Linked DNA regions of Zea mays: region 1 is linked to region 2. The links are chromatin contacts, called in public Hi-C maps. All regions are on one chromosome and are shown on one strand. Each heading gives the region's core, a stretch centred on a gene start, on an enhancer-like site or on the middle of the called end of the contact. The rest is flanking DNA. Distances are from core to core; before and after follow the strand shown. Region 1 holds the start of LOC103653942 (putative RNA recognition motif containing family protein). Region 2 holds the start of LOC100284764 (F-box domain containing protein).

Region 1 (4,815 bases), core at 1,439-3,938, 230 kb after region 2:
CTGATCGGTGCTTCACCCTCCCATACTTCTTTTCCCTAAACAAGATAGGAGCAAAGTTGAAAAAAAATAACTAAGATGATACTTCCAGCACAGATGGTAAAACAATTTGTGTTAAGAAATATAGAAGACAGCTCAAGTTGTAGCTTCATGGAAATAATATTCAAAGAACAATAAAATGTTGCTACTACAACTTTATAACCTCTATTATGCTCAGAAACGACATTGAAGGATATCAAAATCAACAGCAAGAGCTGAATAAACTATTGCCCGAAAGCAACACTAAAGGGTGAAAAATTTAGCTGAAGAGCTGAACAAAACTATTTATGCAAGAAGGATGACAGATCCAATAGAAAGAGCTGAAATGAACTATCATCATCACCCCCAATCTAGATTTACAATAACATATCATAGAAAACCCTCAGCAGAATCAGGCTTCTTGGGACTGTTGCTAGAGTTCCCGTCAATAGTGGACACGGTGACCGGAATAGTGACAGGGCTTCCTGGGACATGACTGTTTGCAAATTCACCTTCGCATTGATTATGCTCTCGCTCACTTTGCTCTGTCATTAGAACGCTATCATGAACATTGGCCTTGGATACTTCACTCTCGTGGCAGCTAGGATTCTTCTCAGCTGTATCCATGTTTTCTTGCATGTGAGCTACTACTGCTATTTCACCCTCGTGATTTTTATGCTCCTCTATACCCGTTTTAGAGTTACCTGCTACATTAGTCATTTGACGTTCACCCGCCTGATGCTCACTCTCCTGACAAGTCATTTCAGGACTTTCTTGAACAGCGTTCTTTGCAGAGTCATCTTCATGGCGCTTCCACTCTTGCTCATCCGCTTCAGAGATTTCAAGCAAATCAACTTTTGCGGTTTCACCGCTCTGATTGGCTCCCTCCTGCTCAGCCATCATCCTTTCCTTTATCGACTTGCTAGCATCAGTTGTAGTGGTTGCAACCTTGTTGTAGGCATCAGTTACCCATGCTGCACCTGTAAGGATATACCTGTTACTCATGATGGCAGAACTAGCAGTAGAGACAGTCTGTTCGGCCGCAGCTAATGCTGACTTGGTCTTCTCTGCAACCTGGTACTTCTCATCCATCTCCTTCATTTTCTCATTCACCACTAAGGTCCCGGTGCTGAACTTCTGGCTTAAGCCCATTGTCCTGTCAAGGGAAGCGACTTTGGCAGTTGCAGTTGATGTGAGCTGATGCTTTTCATCGAAAGCCTTTGCTTTTTCAACGGCGTCCATGCCGAGAACAAACCCTTTGGCTAACATAGAAACTGCAATATCCTCAGCCTTCTGAAGAGCAGATTCCATGCCACCAGTGTTTTTTGACTGATAATGCAGTTGGTGGCATTAGGAGTCTGAGCTTGTTAAAAGAAATTTTGCTAATGGGGGATTTGAATGTAACATGGTTCTACCTCTAGATCAGCTAAAACAAACGCCGGTAGCTTGTAATCGGTGGCTGGTGTGATGATGACAGCCATATCTTCTATAGTCGCTCCCTGCATTAAAGCACGGATTTACGTAATAGAGTTCATAAGTGTAGAAAGGTTACCTTTAACACAATGTTAGGTAAAAGACAAGAAAATAAAATGAGATGGAAAATATAGTAGTTAAAGACCAATAACAAGAACACATCATACACGGCAGTTTCATGGAAGAAACCATGTATGCAAACTGCATATTCATATTAAGTTCAGGACTCTCAAATCTAGAAAAAGAGAAGTAGTAGTAGTAACCATCTCTCATTCAACAAAATCAGTGGATATAATACTAAATTTGCAGGCCCTTATTTCATTGGCAAAGTGTATGAAGATGATCATCGTCATAAATAATTTGTAGCAGACAGTAGAAACCAACGCAAAAACCTATACCGTAAGAAGCATAGCCCTCTCTGCTCCTTGATTATCTCTGAACGTGATGTAGGCAAATTGTGACCGCTCATCACAACTGCAAAAGCATTCCAGGTCAAATCATGCATGCGCTTATGCTACCGAAATATATCATGGAGATGATATTGGCACTAACCTTTTCAATTCTACATGCACAATCTCACCAGAAAATGAGAAGAACTCACTAATATCTTGCTCTGATGCTTTAAGTGAGACGTTGTGGACCTTTACCGTGCCTGTGCCTGCCATGGTCGCCTTAAAAAAATGTTGGATGACAAGAATTAATCGGCACTTTGATCGACCATGCCTAGTAAAGTAGTAAGCGGGATGAATACACAAGGAATTTCTAAAATGACACAGTTTTTAGGAAATATAAACTGACTGAATCTACCAATGTACAAGGTTGAAAAATCAACGCATTGGCAAACAAGACAAATGAACAAGATTCAGACAAGTGCGCCAGGATCCCCCTAGAGCATCGATCAGCTACACATACCAATCTGCGACCAAGCTAATCCCCAAAATGCGACATTAACCACGAGACAGACAAAGAGAATAACACGCTGAATTAGTTTTGCTACGGATCGGGAATTTTCGCAGGGAGCCAGCGATTTCAAAATCTACGCTCTCACCTCCACGGACGCGATCCCCACGGCCTCGCCCTGTGTCTGGGAACGCGATCGAAATGGGGTGGCAGAAATGGAACCGCCTCGCGCGCATTTTGCTGCCGGTTTCCTAGGGCTGGTTGGAGCAAGGAAGGATGGTGCCTAATTCTGGAGAGCTATGACGTGGCTACGTCAGGGAACAGATGCTCCTAGGCCGTAGCCTAGTCATGGGCCGGTATCAGCCAAGCCCATTTTCTCAGAGGCCAGGGGGCCATCTTCCTTCCGCATTGGACCCCCACCCACGGCTTGGAAACCCTCCCTCGTCGCAGTCGGCGGTGCGACGAGGTGAGCACAGCGGCGCAAGGATGGCGAAGGCGGCGCTGGCAGTGAGAGGACAGAGGAACGAAGAGTCTCGCGAGCCTAGGCCTAGCTGTTTCGAATCATCATTGGTATCTCGTACCTCAGATTCCTTTCATTAGGTCCGCTCTCCGCTGCATGTTGGCAATGGCTAAATGGGCGTCGTCTGTTCTACTAAGCTGTTACTCTATACTATGTCTGACTTGTTTCTCTATGCGGACTGCAGAACAGATATACTGGAACTAGCTAATTGAAAGAGAAGTTTTTCAGTGTGTATGAACTGCCACTTGAATTATTGAAAAGTTGCTGGTGGTCTTCTTAATTTTTTTAAAGAAAAGAGGCACGAGAGTGTGCCTATTTCATTGAAATAGGAGGTTCGTTACATCCATGCAGCCGGCCACAATCTAGCTTTAGATTAGTATGGATTAGAATTAAATCCATGTCACAATTCATACCCTAAAATAATTTAAATTTACTTAAATTTTTTTATTCGATTAAAACTATTATAGATTATAACTCAAGGGTTTAGAAATTTTTTAAACTATAAAGTGCATAGATTTTATCCGTAGCTTATTAGGTATAGAACAAATCCATAAAGATATTGCACAAGATTATATTAAAATCTATGGTTCAAAAGAATAACTAGTTTTGAGAGATAAATGGATTAAATAATCGATTTAATCTCACTATAGGAATTGAGTGTGATGTATGGAATTCACCCAATCCAAACCCGGATTAAATCCATGATAGGATTTTTCCCTTGTAACCGAACAACGTCTTACAATAATCTGTTACAGCTAATCATGTGTAGATAAGCTATCTAAACTCTTCCCGAAACTAATCTAGGAGCTCATCTGCTGGCATAGTTTCGTTGTTGTGCTCATGACTGAAGTTTCCTTATTTCTAAGTATTCGGTCGTTCCTTTCATTCTAAGTTTCTCGGGATACCATTAGGGCAACAGATCAAATTGCTTTTACATCGTGCGTTGTGGACGTAGGATGTCCACCATTCTAAAGGTGTCGATGTCCATAACCGTCGCGTTATCGGGTGCAGTTCCTACTGCTTTGTATAAATTGCGATTTGAGCCCATACTCTTCTCGTGTATGTGCACTCCGCCATCAGGTGATGTGCCGTTTCCGGATATCTATGACACAAATGGCATATCGAACTATGTTGTCATCATCTTCTTGCCAGCCTGTCCGTCGTCCACACTCGCTTCCGTATGATGAACCACGCGAAAAACTTGCATTTCGATTGAGCTCACGCCTTCCAATAGAATCTAGATTTGGTATTGCATGTTCCTAACAACTGGGCCTTGTATGCCGATGATGTCATGTACTTGCTATTTGCTGTTAGTTTCCACGTGACTTTGCCCTTCTGACTAGGTTGCAGTTCAATAGTTTGCGCCATGCTTCATAAGGCAACGATTTCCTCTAGTGTATGGTCAACCCACGTCTTGGGTTGATGTCACGGATCCACGTCTTCATAGATCACGCGAATAGATACGGTTAGGGTCGAAAAAAAGCTCACGAGTCTAAACGAGCCCAAGATAAAAATAGATCGTTCAAACAACGAGTCGAGTCAAGCCTGAGCGAGCTCGAGCCAGCTTAATGATACGGTGTTTTGTTTTTTTATTTTTACGTCATTAAGTTATTGATTTTTTATGGACCCAACCTAATGCTAGATATAGTCTAAAATATGTTCCTAGATTTTTGGTACATATTTTCTATTTTGTATATAATGAAAATATACATTTTGTGCTCTAGGAGCATCTTCAAATCAGTGTCATGTCTTAAAATATAGAGCTCAACATATAAAAAACAGTTTCAATAATGTCCTATTTTACAAATATTTATCACGAAAATATAGGGCACACCATGAAGTGACACAAATGTACTACACCTAGACTAGTGCTCTATCCTTGTTTTATACACCATTCTCATTATTTT
Region 2 (4,673 bases), core at 874-3,373:
CAATATACATAGCATAAAGCAAGCCCATTTATAGGCATAAATGGGCCATAAAGTATACATGGGCCCGTTTGTTTCGCTTCCAGAGAAATGGTCAACCTATTTTCATGATTGTCAGAGAAGATTTTTGCTGGTTGACATCGTACAAAATACTTAAAATGTAAACATTCAACAAATATAGAATTTCTGTTAAGTTTAAAGAAACTTCATCAAAGAACTGAAAATTGATGGCTTAAACTAAATGAATACTGACAATGGTTCCATTAATTCTGTAAGGAATTCATCAACAGTTAGCAGCTACATACACAGGCTAAAAGTAACCCGACGAAAAAGGAAGACCTTCATGGACAGGCCTTTCTTCCTGGGCTGCAACATTGAGCTTTTGCTAATGGACCTACTCTACTCATACACATCATATCATCCAGCTGTGCAAAACTGGACGCTAGCATTTTGAGAGGACTTCCTCAGCTTCAACACCCTACGCCTAAACTTGGCCTGCTCAAGGCCATCCATGGAAGGAACAATTGTCATGGTCTCCAGTGCAGAGGCGTTCTTGAGCAGGACCTTTACCAGTTTAAATCCACTTCTGCTTTCATCAATGTACTTCATCCTAACGACCTTTAGATGTTTCACCGATACCCTCTTACCACCAAGCACACCATGACTTCCTCCATCGCCACTATTCCGCCTCCATTTGCCCTGCGATGGCTGCAGCAACGAACATCGTTGGTCATTGCCACGACAATCTGAAAGAAATACTAGAGCACTGAACTAATAAAACAAAAAGGAAGCTTATCTCACCACAACAGACACGCAGAGCTCTTCCACATTTCTGCAGTTTGATAGCAGTGGCACAATGGATAATGCACCTTCTTCCCTCCTCTCAACTATACATGTCAACCACCTTACCTTGTCTAACTGCAACTTCGACCATTCCTCTGGACGTGCAAATTGCTTCCGAGTTTTTTTTTTCACGGTTTGGTAATTAGATTCATCAATCACTAAATAGTAAATACATTACCTATCAAAGAGAAGTTGAGATATGCGGTATACCTCGATGCACCAGGGTGAAAGAGCAAGTCTTCGTGCATTGCCAACCAAAGTAAGAAGCTCTCTGAGAGCAGCCTCCCGAGGCTTGACCAATGGCTTCTCGATGTTAAGGAGGACGTCCTCCAAAGAAACTTCCCCATCAATAATGTGCCTAGCTGCTATTGCGCCGGAGTAGTGGAGTATCCGCAGCTCCGGCATCTCAAAAACAGCAAGAGCCGACTCCTCCGTCCAAGAACAGTCCGTGATGGCGAGCGAGCAAAGCCGCGACGGACCGGTAAGGCGAAGAGCACCGACGCGGCATTTTTCAAGAATCAGGTAGCGGACCTCTTTGCAGTGCAAGAAGAGGTCCCCGAAGAAGTCATCCTCCGCATTGAGCGAGACACAAGCGATGTGGAGGCGGGATAGGCGGGTGAATGTGGTGAAAGAAGGGAGCGGAAGTGCGTAGCGGTCGAGCCGAAGTGTCAGGGACGTGAGGCTGGTGCAGGCCAGGAGGGAGGGCGGAAGAACGGCGAGGCGGGAGCGCGGGAGGTGGAGCTCTAACCGCTCGACGCCGCGTGCCGCCGCCGCGGTGAGCCACGAGGCGAGGTGGTCGGCGGCGGAGGCAGCAAACGCCTGGTCAAAGAAACCCTCGAGCGCGAGGCGGAGGCGACGGAGCGGGTGTCGATGCGGCGGAGCGGAGGACCCAAGCGCGGCAGTGACGGCGGCCGCGAACGCCGCCCTGCGGCGCGGCGCGGCGGGGAACGCCGCGGCGAAGTCGAGGTCCAGCGCGGGCGCAGCGGCGACAGCGCCGCGCCACCGGCGCGAGATAGCCGAGGCCGCGACAGCGGACCGTAACGGCAGCTTGGACACGATCAGCCCCAGCACCGCGTCGGGAAAACCCTCAAACGGGTCGCCGCCGACTCCGTCGCCCCCGCCGTGATCCTCGCCGGCGGAGTAGTCGCGCGCCGCGTAGGTGAGTCCGGCGGCGTTGTTAGGGATGAGGTGTTTGGTGCGCATGGCTCCCGGCGCCTCGATCCAAGAACCAACTCCTCCGAAACTGAAATTGGAAGTTTTTTTAAAGGACTGGAATTGGAAGTTTTTTTAAAGGACTGGAATTGGAAGTTTAAGTAGGAGTACAGCGCAAGTGCAAAGCAGCGGAGACGAAGCGAATCGACGGGCCCGCGGTATGCGGCGCCGCAAGCAACGCGATACCTTTTTTTTATGATAAGTTACTGTAGAGTAACTACATTATTTTTATTACTTCATCGCAAAGTATGAACAATTCACAGGGTAGGACAGAACCACTAGGTACAGAGTTTTGAATCCAACTTCTAATTTTATCACCTATCTCTGGCTTAACTCGGTGGCAAGCAAGACTCATTTCTCTTTTGAACATTTCCCGACACGCATCTACAGTGACCGGGATCTCGTTGAATATCCAGTTGTTCCTGCTTTTTTAAATGCACCAGAACATGATAATGATAATTTCCATTCTCCATGGTACTTTCCATCTCATTCTAATCCTCAATAGAGTATTGATTAGGTCCACTGTTCTTGGCGATGTGATGCGTATTAAAAGCCAATATCTTCTAGCATAGTTGCATCTAAAAAATAATTGGAGTACCGTCTCTTTGAGTTGTAGAATACAGTTGCCGCAAGTGTAAGAGTCCAGTTGCATAGATCGATGTCTGAGGAATGAACGAGTATTTAATCTGTCTTAAGCAGTAACCAAAAGAAAACCTTGTGTTTAGGTTGACATTTTGTTTTCCATAACCAGAAAAAGATGGGGCGAGTCCACTCATTACCAGTCATATAAACATAGGCCTTATGTGAAGAAAACAGGCTAGAGGAACCATTGCAGTACCATTTGTCTCCTTGGTCATGTTGAGGAAGATTTGCCAACGAGTCTTGTAGGGCATGAAACTGCTCGAATGCTTCAACAGACAGAGGAGTGTGAAACATCTCATGTGAGGCTGTCGTTCTTGCCTAGTGTATAGTGATGTCTTTGTTGGAAGCAAAAGACCAAAGTTCTGCATAGCTTATTAGCTTGCAGATTTGCACATGTCGTCCCAATTGTCATGCCACAATAGAGTTGTTTTTCCGTCCCCTATCTCCACCCGAGCTAATTCTTTGTAAGATTCTTGAATTTTTAGAATGTCCCTCCACCAGAATGAGCCTACTAATTTCGCTGAAGGTAGTGTGCTGCTGTAGTGGTTGGCCCAGATTATGTTGATCCACGGAGTATCAACTCTGTTATAAAATTTGTGGTGGTTTTTCATTAGGAGGGCTTTGTTTTGCAATTCTAGATTTATAACTCCAAGCCCCCCTGAGCTTTTGGTTTACAAACTGTTTTCCATGCTACATGGGGAGGTTTCTTTGCATTTATATCTGCTCCTCTCCATAAACAGTGCCTTCTGAATTTATCAGTATGCTTAATCACTGATTTCGGGAGCTTGAGGATGCACATGTAATACATTGGTAGGGAGGAAAATACCGCGTTGACCATTTGCAGTCTGCCAGACTAAGATAGAAAAACAGAAGTTGTCGCAAGTCTTTTCTCTATCTTCTGAATGAGTAGAAGGAAAGCTCCCAGGTTGTGCTTTTTTAATCCCAAAGGAAGCCCTAAGTAGGTGAACGACATTGAACCAATCTTGCAATGAAACGTGTTTGCTAAAATTTCCATTTTCTGGTCTGAAACATTGATGGGGGTATATATTGGATTTGTGATAGTTGACATGGAGACCAGTTGATTCAACAAAGGAATTAAGCATCGCCTTTAGGAAGAAAATCTGTTTAGGACAAGCCTCCATTACTAAAATAGTGTCATCCGCATATTGTGAAAGGGAAATGTGCCCTTGGGCCATTTCTAAGTATTTTGGTGATTAAGTGCCAACACAAAATGATTTAAGTGTTAAACTGCGCCAAATGGTGGATGAAGTGCAAATCAACACAAAGGTATGATTCTAGACTTAGTACATTGGTTTTTGTGTACTAACATATTTGTCTAAGTGCTAGAATCAGAGAAAAGACAAAAGGAAAATGACTTGGCTGAAGCAGCCAAGACTCTGCTCAGTCTGGGTGCACCGGACTGTCCGGTGGTGCACCGGACAGTGTCCGGTGCGCCAGGCTAGCGCTGGTCAACTAGCCGCTCTCGGGAACTCGACGGCGGCGTACGGCTATAATTCACCGGACTGTCCGGTGAGCCAACGGTCGGCCGCGCAATCCGCGCGTGACACGTGGCCGGGCCAACGGTCTGATGGGGGCACCGGACTGTCCGGTGTGCACCGGACAGTGTCCGGTGCGCCAACGGCTCCAATTCTTCAACGGTCGGCTGCGCCAGATTAGGAAAGCAATCAGCACCGGACACTGAACAGTGCCTGTCCGGTGGTGCACCGGACTGTCCGGTGCACCACCCGACAGAAGGCAAGTATTGCCTGCCAAGAATGCCTCCAACGGCTCCTAGCTGCCTTGGGGCTATAAAAGGGACCCCTAGGCGCATGGAGGAGTCACCCAAGCATACTTTGAGCATTCTTAATCATTCACACTCCGTCTTTGCGCACTCGATTGACATTCTTAGTGATTTGAGCTCCGTTCTAGTGGTGAACTTTGTGCTATTCATTTGAGCTCAAGTCTTGGTTGTGTGTGTG

The links. Hi-C and Micro-C count contacts between places; a contact is called where the count stands out from the background.
Region 1: a contact with region 2 is called in a Hi-C map of ear, with 2.6 times the contacts expected there. The contact joins the promoter of LOC103653942 here to the promoter of LOC100284764 in region 2. A contact is called at or near these places in 4 of 25 Hi-C or Micro-C datasets (bundle sheath, ear, leaf and 1 more).

Annotation. Positions count from the first base shown.
Region 1 is chr4:163,111,508-163,116,322 of Zm-B73-REFERENCE-NAM-5.0, forward strand. It overlaps LOC103653942 (putative RNA recognition motif containing family protein), which reads right to left and starts at 2,689. Exons shown (of 5, transcript XM_008680754.4): 1 at 2,537-2,689; 2 at 2,041-2,159; 3 at 1,887-1,962; 4 at 1,431-1,514; 5 at 93-1,344. The coding sequence starts at 2,153. The coding sequence ends at 406.
Region 2 is chr4:162,883,171-162,887,843 of Zm-B73-REFERENCE-NAM-5.0, forward strand. LOC100284764 (F-box domain containing protein) reads right to left here and starts at 2,124. Exons shown (of 3, transcript NM_001157659.2): 1 at 1,051-2,124; 2 at 799-951; 3 at 241-705. The coding sequence starts at 2,043. The coding sequence ends at 415.